2 separate regions of the Urocitellus parryii genome follow, and region 2 is linked to region 1. Evidence: chromatin contacts called from public Hi-C data. All regions are on one chromosome and are shown on one strand. The core of a region is the stretch at or near the end of the contact, and the rest is flanking DNA. Distances in the headings are between cores, read along the strand shown. Region 1 holds the start of Fem1c (fem-1 homolog C). Region 2 holds the start of Ccdc112 (coiled-coil domain containing 112).

Region 1 (4,926 bases), core at 1,371-3,870:
GCTCTTCTCTGAACAAAGGTCTTTACATTGTTGCTAGTCAACAAATTCACATTTAACAGTCTTGTTTTGCTCCCTCAGTACTGAAGCAGTTTTTAAAAATCTGTTTTCTTTTGCTATATTTAACATATGTTCTACATAAAAGGATTTCCTATTGACCACAAATAAATGTGGAATCAGGGAATAGATATTAGCCTTTTCCACTGATATTAATCCTTTCAGGTCAGTGTGGCCTAGCCTTCCCTGACAAGAGTAACAAATGAAATGCCTACCTAGAACAAACAAAATGATGACTCACTAACTATAGTAGTTTCTACGCCAAGGTTGTTCTTAAAAATAAAAAATAAAAAGCTTGAGAAAATGCTATTACCTTTAACTACAGTTCCAAACAGATTAAATTATAGACCTAAAGGCTTAGATCAATTACCATTAACATGCTCTGTAACTGTGGGGAAAAAATTCTTTGGAATTGGAATTTACTCCAAATCAAAGAATATACTGCTTAACATAGTGACAGGTCTTTTTTCACACTTGTTCAATATATTATCTAATATTAGAGAAACACTGAACAAGGTAATACTAGAAGAGTTACCTAATCAAAAAAGGTCTGTGTTGGCTAACTCAACACCAATGCTTATAATTTTATATCAAACTTCCTTAAAATAAGTGTTAGACACATTAAAAAATTAAAAATAAAGTTAAACTCACCTTTAACACTTTTTCTATTAACATCTGCCCCCTTTTCAAGTAAATACTGAGCAATCTCTTTATGTCCTTTGTAACATGAAATCATCAAGCAGGTATGCCCATGCCGGTTTGACACTTCCAAATCAGCTTTGTGTTCTACAAGGTACTTCACTATTTCCAAGTGGCCATCAAAACATGCAGCTCGAAGAGGAGTTGAATTGGTTAGAGTCGTGTTGTTGACAGATGCTCCATGATTTAACAAAGACTGGACCACCTTCAGATGCCCTGCTGCAGAAGCCGCCCATAAAGGGGGAGCCCCCTCAATGGTTTCGCCATCAAAGTTGACAGAACCCCCGACTTCTATGGAGGCACTGCACTGCTCTAGGAGAAATTCCACCATGTCGAGATGCCCATACCTGGCAGCCATCAAGAGTGGTGTGGCCCCATTTGTTTTTTCAGAGATCAAGGAGGAAACCTCCTCTTTAGATTTGCTTGCCAACAACTTGGTGAGAAGCCGGAGTTTGCCATCCCGCGCTGCATTAAACACCGCCGTCTTTAGATCCATTTATGTCCAGTTGAGAGGCTGTGCTTTATCCTTCAAAGCAAAGCTCCGGCTTAGCTCTCTTGCAGGCAAGAGTTACAGGAACCAAAGTTCAATGTTAGTCACTGCACCCCAGAACGGATATAAACCCACGGAGAGTATGTTTTGTCCTATTGCCTTCCAACATCTGATAACCAGAGCACCAAACTAGAGAAAGAAAAAAAAAAGTAGCAGTTTTGAATTTTCCATAGGTAAAGGGAAAAACACTAGATTTTCTTAATTTCTAACCAGTGTGGGAAGAAACGGAGGGTGGGGGTGTGAGCCGTACGTTAGAGGCTAGTCCGCCCCCCTCCCCATACAGACATATACACACACACACACGTGGGAAAGGAAAATACAAAAGGGTTCACAGGAGACCCAAATGTTTTGGTGGGAGGCCCTCTCTCTTCTGTGTGCGGAAAATTTAAATACTACAGGCAACTGGTTTTCGTCTCTAGTTCTCACCAGCCAAGCTTTGTTCTAGTTTTGCTTTGCACACACCCAAGGAAAGTACAACCGAGACAAGGAGACAGACAGGTTCAGAAATGTTTCTTTTGCTTGCATCTGCAGAGAGGGGGCCAAGGGCACCAGGCTGGAAGGCCTCATTGTGGTTGGGATGGGTTTCGAAAAGGAACAAAAAGGTCGGGCACACCAGTCGTTGGGCAGCTAACACCAAAGCCCTCACTCCAAGGTTTTCTTTCCTTTAAAACTCGACGGTCTCAGGAAATCCGGCTGCGTTTTAGCCATTAAGTTCGCCCGCCTCATTTTGCGTAGCCCCCCCCCTTCAAAGATCTGCGAGTTCCCCAAACCACAATCGCCCCTAGATAACCCGCGCAGTACCTTTTCCAGACACCGAGAACTCTTCCCTAAACTACGCGATCGATCACGACACCCTCCCGGGGTCTGACTACCCCGTGGCCTCCAGCCTGCCGCCTGCCTGCCGCTCCCGGGGCCGCCCTCCTTCCCGCCCAGGCCTCCCAGCGGGCGCTGAGGCCGCGGCCCGGGCCCTGGCAGGCCGCCGCCGCCGCCGCCGCCACTACCTGCCCGGGGGCTAGTCCTTCCAGCTGCCACTGGCCGCTCGGGCTCGGGCCGCCCCCTTCAAATGGAAACCGTTGTCCCCGCCGCCGCCCGGGCCGCCCTGCTCCGCCTGCGGCCGCACAGTTCCTCCATGCCCCGCGCCCCAGAGGAATGAATCCGGCCGCGCTGCTCGCCCCGCCCCGCCGAGCTGCCTCCCGCCCTCCCAGCCTGCTAGGGCTGTAGCGGCTGCAGCGGCTGCCGCGGCGGATGGTGTAATGGGCTGCGGGCCGGGGGCCGGACAAGCCAGAGCAAAGCTTCACATCACTGACGCGGCAGCCGCGCCATTGGGCCGGGGGAGGGCGGCGGCCGCCGCGAGCAACCGCCTAGGGGCGGGGCGGGGCGCCGTGGCTGGGGCGGGGCGCCGTGGGAGGGGGAGGGACCTTGAGCTCTGCGAAGAACGTGTCTGCGTGCCGGGGGCGGGACGCCGTGAGGGGGCGGGGCCGCGCCGCAGCGGCCCGAGGTAGACGGAGAAACAGTGGAAATATCGCGTGCTCCCATTTCTTACTCCACCTCTCTGCTTTTCCCTACGCTGGCTTTGGGGATGCTGGGCGTGGTCTCAGGGCGCTGGGAGAAGTAGCATCCAGTTATACTTTCCTACTCATCTGAGCACTCTCAGGGTCGTCTCTTCTCTGCTTTCTTTTGGTGGTCCCTGAATAAACGCAGCTCATAATTACACGTCAAAACACTCAAGACAAATTTCAGAAAATGAGATTAGCTTTGAAAGCTACCAAACATGACTGATTTTTTTTTAAAATATGGTCTCTGAAAAATATAAAGACTATAAGGAATCGTAAAACCTAAGAGCAGTATCAATTCAACAAGGTCTAGTCCTTAAATTCTAAATAATAAAACTATGAAATGAAAGGTAAAAAGTGTACACTGATGAAAGAAATTACTACTTAATACAGCAGGAAATAAACTGGAATTCGTGACGTTAAGACCTCGAATGTACGGTATTAAACAAGGATGAAGAAGAATTGAAATGTGTTAGGGGAATAACAACCCACAATGTATCATGAGAAAACCATTTTTGAAAACGGACCTTCAATTTCTTGAACACTATTTGGTGGGATTTAAATTCACAACGTTCCGTAGTACCACTGGGAAAAAGAATATTAGAGTAGACAGACCTTCAGCATCATCAATATGATCATCTTTATGTTAGAAGCCATGCAACACTAAACACATTTTACTTTAAAAATCACAACTCCATTTTTGTATATTATAGTATTATCTAGGAATTTATGTAGTTTTACATAGTTGAATCATGATTTTCATACAGATATGTATTTTGCTTTTTAACCTTGGCACACTAAACATTTCTCATGTTTTAATGATCTTACCACAGTAGTGAGTTTTTAGTGAAGCACAATATTTCCCTTAGGAAATATTAGCCATTATATACACTCAGCATCAAATTGTCCAAACTGAAGTTGAGGTTACTACCACTAAGAAGAAAACATGAAAGAATATAGTATAAAGGATGAGATCAACCACCTAATGAAATTAAACCACCAAGAGGACTAGCTGTTTTATCCCCATCATACAGGTGACAGTTCTATATTCCTAGGGTATAGCTGTAGGGTATTGATTTAACATTGGAGCAGCCATCTTAAATGTTAACCACCACCTTATGAGGTAAGTTTCACTTTCCTGTACTTCCTCTTTCCTGAACTCCCCTCATCCCCATTAGTGACCTACCCCATGGTATCATAACCCTAAGCCAATCCTGGAAGGACAGGACTCTTTGGCTCCAAAAGCCGCATGGTGCCATCAGCCTAAGCCAATCCCATGCTATTCCCCACCTGCCTAGCTCTGAGGCAAGCACCCCTGAGCCTATCCCATAATACCACAACCACAACTGCAAACCCCTACCCTGCAAAAGCTGAACACCTGAACATCTCAGGGCCCTCTCTCCTCTCTATAGAGAGATGGCCTTTATCTGTCAGCTTTGACAAACTTCTGTGGATCTCTGCCTGTTCTTCTTCCTTCATTTCTCCCTCGTCCATCTCTTGCTTTCTCACTTTTCTTTCAATAGCTCCCAGGTGTGGTGTCCCAATGGAAGCCTAACCTGAGTGGACGTCTCTCTTTCATCTAATTCTGTAAGATGATGTAAAAATTTATATTGTTGGTCTTCAATATAAATTGTATCCTCCATTGGATTTTCAAGGGATAGATGAATATATTTTCTAATCTCCAACTTAAACTCCTAATATTCTTTTCTAAAATCCATTGCTGGTAAGTCGAAGGTAATTTGTTGATTCATTTCCCAACTCTTTCACAACAGCTGTGTCTTTCTCGATTTACAAAAAGAAAAGCTTTCACTCATAAAGAGTCTCAAAATGATGTGCCACTCTGTGATGTGAAGACTTCAGGGAATCTTTGCCAGTTCTTTATGGATTTAAAATACTGAGCTGTATTGAGAAATTATATACTTCGAATAGGGTTACAAATTCTCTTGCAAGTCAGATGCTTTGAAATAACTGCTTTCAACAGAGTATGACCTAATGATCACTAAGTGTAAAGTGGAAGAGTTCAAAGAATTGAGTGACATTGATATACAAACAGAAATCCTTATAGACTTT
Region 2 (5,379 bases), core at 2,678-5,177, 220 kb before region 1:
TCAGTCAGACTCTGTCTTTAAATAAAATACAAAATAGGGCTGAGATGTGGCTCAGTGGTCAAGCGCCCCTGAGTTCAATCCCCGATACCCCCTAAAGAAATAGAGAATCTCAGATCTATCCTTATGCTTCCTTTGCCTCTGTAACAAATTTATCATAGATTCGTCTACCACCAGTTTACTAGTTTAAACACTACAAATTTATTCTCTTTCAATTTCATGATGTGAAACTAGAGGACATTATGCTAAGTGACATAAACCAGACAGAAAGAAAAACACCTCATGATTTTACTCAAATGTATAATCTAAAAAAAAGAGTTGATCTCATGGAAGTAAAGAGCAAAATAATGGTTACCACAGACTGGAAGGAACTGGGGAGAAAGGCATGAGAAGTGGTTGATCAAAAGGTACAAAGTCAGGATGGAAAATGAGAAATAAGTTTTGAGACCTATTACACAGCAAAGTAATTTCAGTCAATAAAAATGTATACTTCAAAATAACTATTAAGAATGCATTTTTCAGGGCTGGGTTGTAGCTCAGTGGTAGACTGCTTGCCTAGCACGTGTGAGACACTGGATTCAATCCTCAGCACCACATAAAAATGAGTAAAATAAAGGTATTGTGCCCATCTACAACTAAAAATAAATACATAATTTTTTTAAAAAAGAATACATTTTCAAATGTATTGCCACAAAAAATGAAGTGAGGTCATATGTAAATGGGCTCAATTTAATCCAGATTTACTTCCAGATTGTATACACATATCAAAACATCACAATGTATACTGTAAGTCTACAACATAATGATTTGTTCATTAAAAATAATCTTAATAAAAGATAAATAAAATCAAGGTATGGGCAAGGCTGCATTTCTTCTGGAGGCTTTAAGGGAGGACCTATTTCCTTACCTTTTTTTTTTTTTTTAAACTTCTTGGGTCTACCTTTACTCCTTGGCTCGTGACCCCTTCCTCAAATCACCCTATCCCCTTGCTTCCATTATCACATCTCCTATTACTGACCGATTCCCCTGCCTCCATCTTAGAAAGACCTATGTGATCGCAATGGGTCCCATCAGAAGGTCCATGAAAATCTCCCTATTTTAAGATATTAATCACATCAGCAAAGACCCTTATGATGTATGCCCTGGGGAAACATTATTCAGCCTACTACACCTGAACATACACATAGCCCAATGCATACGCATGACCTTTTAGAGAAAGTCCATTTTGAATGACCATTTAAAGTTTGAGAAGAAATATAGTTATTATTAAAAGCCTAATCTAGGCAGTCAATGGACTTAAGATTCAGGTCATTAGAGAAAAAAATCACTAGAAATAAAGCAGAAGACACAGTCCTATCTTGGTATAAAACCAGCAACATCGTAGTTAGAGGTACTTCCAAAAAACTCATAATTCAAAACTAAAATGATCAAGTGAACAAGTTCCAGGATAAGAGAAGGTTAAAAGATTTGTGGCCTTCAGTCTTGAAAGGTAGTGGCTGAATCATATACAAGCATCAAAAAGCATAGATGGGGTACCTTATTACTTTTCATAATAGGTGAGAAATTTATGACATTCCACACCCCAAGGAGATTACAAAATACAAGATACAATAGTTCTGAAACTTCAGAGATAATTATTCCAGAATAATTTAAGAGAACTGTGATAGACTGAATTATTTCCTCCCAAAATTTAAATGTTGAACTTCTAGCTCCACAGTGACTATATTTGGAGAGCAACTTTCCAGAGATAATTAGTTAAATGAGGTGATAAAAGAGAACCCTAGTCCAAAAGGACCCATACCCTTTTAAGAGGAAGAGACCTCAGATACATCTCTCTCTCACTCTTTTTCTCTCCCTTCCTCTCTCCCTCTGCAGGCCCACAGAGGAAAGGCCCTGTGAGGACACTGCAGGAAGATAGTTGTCTACAAGTTAGGACAAGATGCCTCACCAGAATTCAATCTTAATACACCTTGTTCTTAGACTTCTAGCCTCTAGAACTGTGAGACAATTAATTTCTGTTGTTTTTGTCACCCAATCTGTGATACTCTGTTATGGAAACCCTAGGTTTCAGATATCTTTTAGATACTTCTAATATCATAGGATTATCAGAAAAAAACATCTCAAGAAACATTAGTTGGTTTCAGTATTAGTGAGTAGGAATATGCATTAATGACAAATATTCAGGTTTGGAATTAGTACAGCAGTGATTCTAATTTTTTTAAGCCAAACACACTTGACGATTTCTACATTCCTGCTATGATTCTCAGTTATGAAACTATGCCTTCCCTAATAAAGTGGTGGAAATGTTTATAAAGCAAGGTTTTTCAACCTCAGTACTACTAACATTTTGAACCAGATAACTGTTGGGGGGAGGATGTCTTCTGGCCTCTACCTATTATATGTTAGCAGCACCTCAAAACTTCTTCCCTTTTGTCACAACTAAGTCTCCAAAAATTGCTAAGTGCTCTCTGAGAACTAATATAATGTTTGTTTAAAATAACTCTATGGGTTATATGATTCTGATGTAGTCCCTGGGGCAAACACCACCTCTGAGAATCACTATAGTAGACTCACGGGCTTTGTCAATAACGATATTAGATAGCTTGTAAAAAATGTAAATCAGGAGGTAAAACAAGCTATGAGAATTTAGAGAACAAATCACATTGAACTGAAAAGTTTTCATGGAGAAAGCCAGCAACATAGACAAACTAACAGGACCATACATGTTTTAGTCCATATTTAAAAACATTTGCTCTATTTTGCATTTTTATATTTTTCCTGATGCACTTGATCCGGAGTTAGAATAGAATCACATAGAACTTGGGAGAAAATTTGCCTGAGGTGGATTTCCTGAATTGCAAAGCTGAAAAGACACCCTGTCCTCAGTTCACAACAGCTTTCCTCCAGGTTTGCACTGATCTACAAATATTTGGGAAGCGCCTACTATGTCCTAGGCACTATAAAGTGAGCACGTTTTAGGTGCTGGGAATATAATAGTGATTTCAAAAATTTCTGCCTTCATGGAGCTTACATTCTCAAGGAGGCTGGGGGGGGTAGAGAATGAAAAAATATATATCATATGGTAATTAGTGCTACGGAGAAAAACATAAAACCGGGAAAGAACGTTGGGTGTAGTGGGTATAAGGGCGATATCTAGTTTAGAGGGATAAGGAACAGTCTCGTTAAGCTGATGGCAATTGAAAGGTACGGTTGTCTTTCGCTGTGGAGAAAATGGTCCTTAAGCCCATTCTAGGAAACACCTCTGCCTCTTATCCTCCCACATTTTATTCCTCTTTTGTGTTCCTGGCACCTGCACAGTAAGAGCTGGCGATGATTACTGGATGCCGAGTCTCCCTCCAACCAAGCTTCATGTCAGGGTCTCCCCAGACAGAATGCCCACAGCTCAGGGAGAAGCGTATTATTTATTAGTACCCATTTTTAGAGAGAAAACTGAGCAGCCCAGACATTTTCCTATCATACAACTAGGAAGCGGCAAAGCCCAGGGCTTCCAACCCGGTGTTCCTCGACTTCAAAACTGCAGGGAGGCGGCTTACAAAGGCTGTTAGACGCCCATAACAACAAAGAGCAACGCCGCCGGGCGTACCAGGCCTCCACCAAGGGACGTGAACACGGCACCTCCCGGGTGGCGCTGCAGAGGACACCTGTTCTGCCGGGGCCAGAGACGTGGTCCGCCCCCGGGGCCTACATCCCCGAGCCCCACGCCCGCCACCAGAGCGGCTTCCAGCCGTCCTCAATTTACCTGTTGCGGCGCGGGCGCCGCTCCCACGCTGGTCCCGGTGGCCGCGCCCGCCCCCGCAACCGCCCCAGCTACCGCGGTGGCCGCCGCAGCCGCCACGACCGTAGTCAGGGCGGCCATGTTTCCTCCCGGAGCTGCTGGGGCCTGGGGGTTCTAGTCTCCGCAGACTTTTCCTAGAGCAGCCACTGGGATGGGCGGAATTCTGTACGGGGCCGAGGCGCTGGGCAGGGCCCGGGGCAGGGTGGAGCGAGATGCGGGGCGGAGCAGCGATGTAGGGCGGGGCCGAGGTGTGGGGCGGGAGTGTGGGCGTGGTTTATGGTAGAAGGGGCGGGGTGAAGGGCGGGGACCGTGGAGAGGTGGGGCCAGAGTGTAGTATACTGTGGGGGCGGGATCGTTCTGCCCTCTTGCGGTTTGTATAACCTTTTCAGATGCTGGTATCTGGCAGTGCCCGTTCAACCCTATACCTGCCAAGAAAGTATATTGTATTGCATTGTATTCCTTGAATTTTATTCATGCCATGCCCAATATATATTTTTTTCACAAGGCAAAGCTGCTTTTTAGTTTTCTACTACAATAAATGCTGATGAAAATGAATGCAAATGAAAAAACACTGCAGATGGGTTCTAGCAATATATTTTACATTTTCTAAGAAAAAAATCTCAGAGAAGATATCAGAGGCAGAAATGCTATAGTTGCATTTCTCGGAGTTGGTCAATGAAAAGAGATTCCAAAGACACTGTACTGAAAAAAAAAAAGTCCTGAATGACTCCTTCAATTAAGGCAACCTGTGGCAGTGCATCTAGTTTCTATAGGTTCTACCTTTTCCTGGTTTAAATGAATCCATTGATAAATCGTTCCAGGCCTTGGGAATTCATCCCTCAATGACACATACAAGATTTCTTCTGTCATGACTTCTAGGAAAAAATTTAAACAAGTAAACAAATTGGGTCTTTGCTAAGCAATTATTTTGGGCCAACCTATTATAAATGCTTCAAGTGCTTTCCCATTTAATCCTCACAAATAACCTAGTTATGTAATGTTGATATCTTTTTCACAAATAAGTGAATAATCAAGACCACACAGGAGGAAGTTAGCCTGACTCCAGAGAACCCTTGTATAAACATTATAGTGCAGTTATATAGATACTTCTGGATCCCAGGAGAGAGACTAAAGCCAGATATGAATTTGGCCTTCATCTTCATATAGGAGATACTTAAAATAAGATAGAGAGTACTCCAAGGTGTATATAAACTAAAATCTGATAACGGAATCTAGGGCCATCTAGTGTAGATGTTGACAGGCTGGAGGAGAAGACCTAGAAGAAGCCTGTGAGGAGGAAGGAAACCAGTCTCTGGAAGAAAGTGTTTCAAGGAGAGAAGGGTCAACTGTGTGGTCTCCTATCGGGAGACTGAATGAGAAGAGAACAGAGAAATGAGAGATGGGGTTGGCAATAAAGAGGCCATTGTTCTGCGTGCCAAGAGCAGGGCCCACTGGGTGATGAGGACCAAGGCCTGGCTGAGTGGGTTGAGGAAATAGTGGAGGAGAGGTGGTAGAAATGTTGTGTATTGACAACTATTTTGATGGATTTGAGGTATAGGGGATCAGAGAAATTAGGTTATAGGAGA

Evidence for each region. A called contact is a pair of places that touch in the nucleus more often than the background predicts.
Region 2: a contact with region 1 is called in a Hi-C map of liver, with 6 times the contacts expected there. The contact joins the promoter of Ccdc112 here to the promoter of Fem1c in region 1. A contact is called at or near these places in 2 of 2 Hi-C or Micro-C datasets (liver and muscle).

The regions. Positions count from the first base shown.
Region 1 is chr1:121,788,088-121,793,013 of mUroPar1.hap1, reverse strand. Fem1c (fem-1 homolog C) reads right to left here and starts at 2,620. Exons shown (of 3, transcript XM_026415482.2): 1 at 2,305-2,620; 2 at 706-1,432. The coding sequence starts at 1,249.
Region 2 is chr1:122,006,770-122,012,148 of mUroPar1.hap1, reverse strand. It overlaps Ccdc112 (coiled-coil domain containing 112), which reads right to left and starts at 3,927. Exons shown (of 10, transcript XM_026382291.2): 1 at 3,758-3,927. The coding sequence starts at 3,874.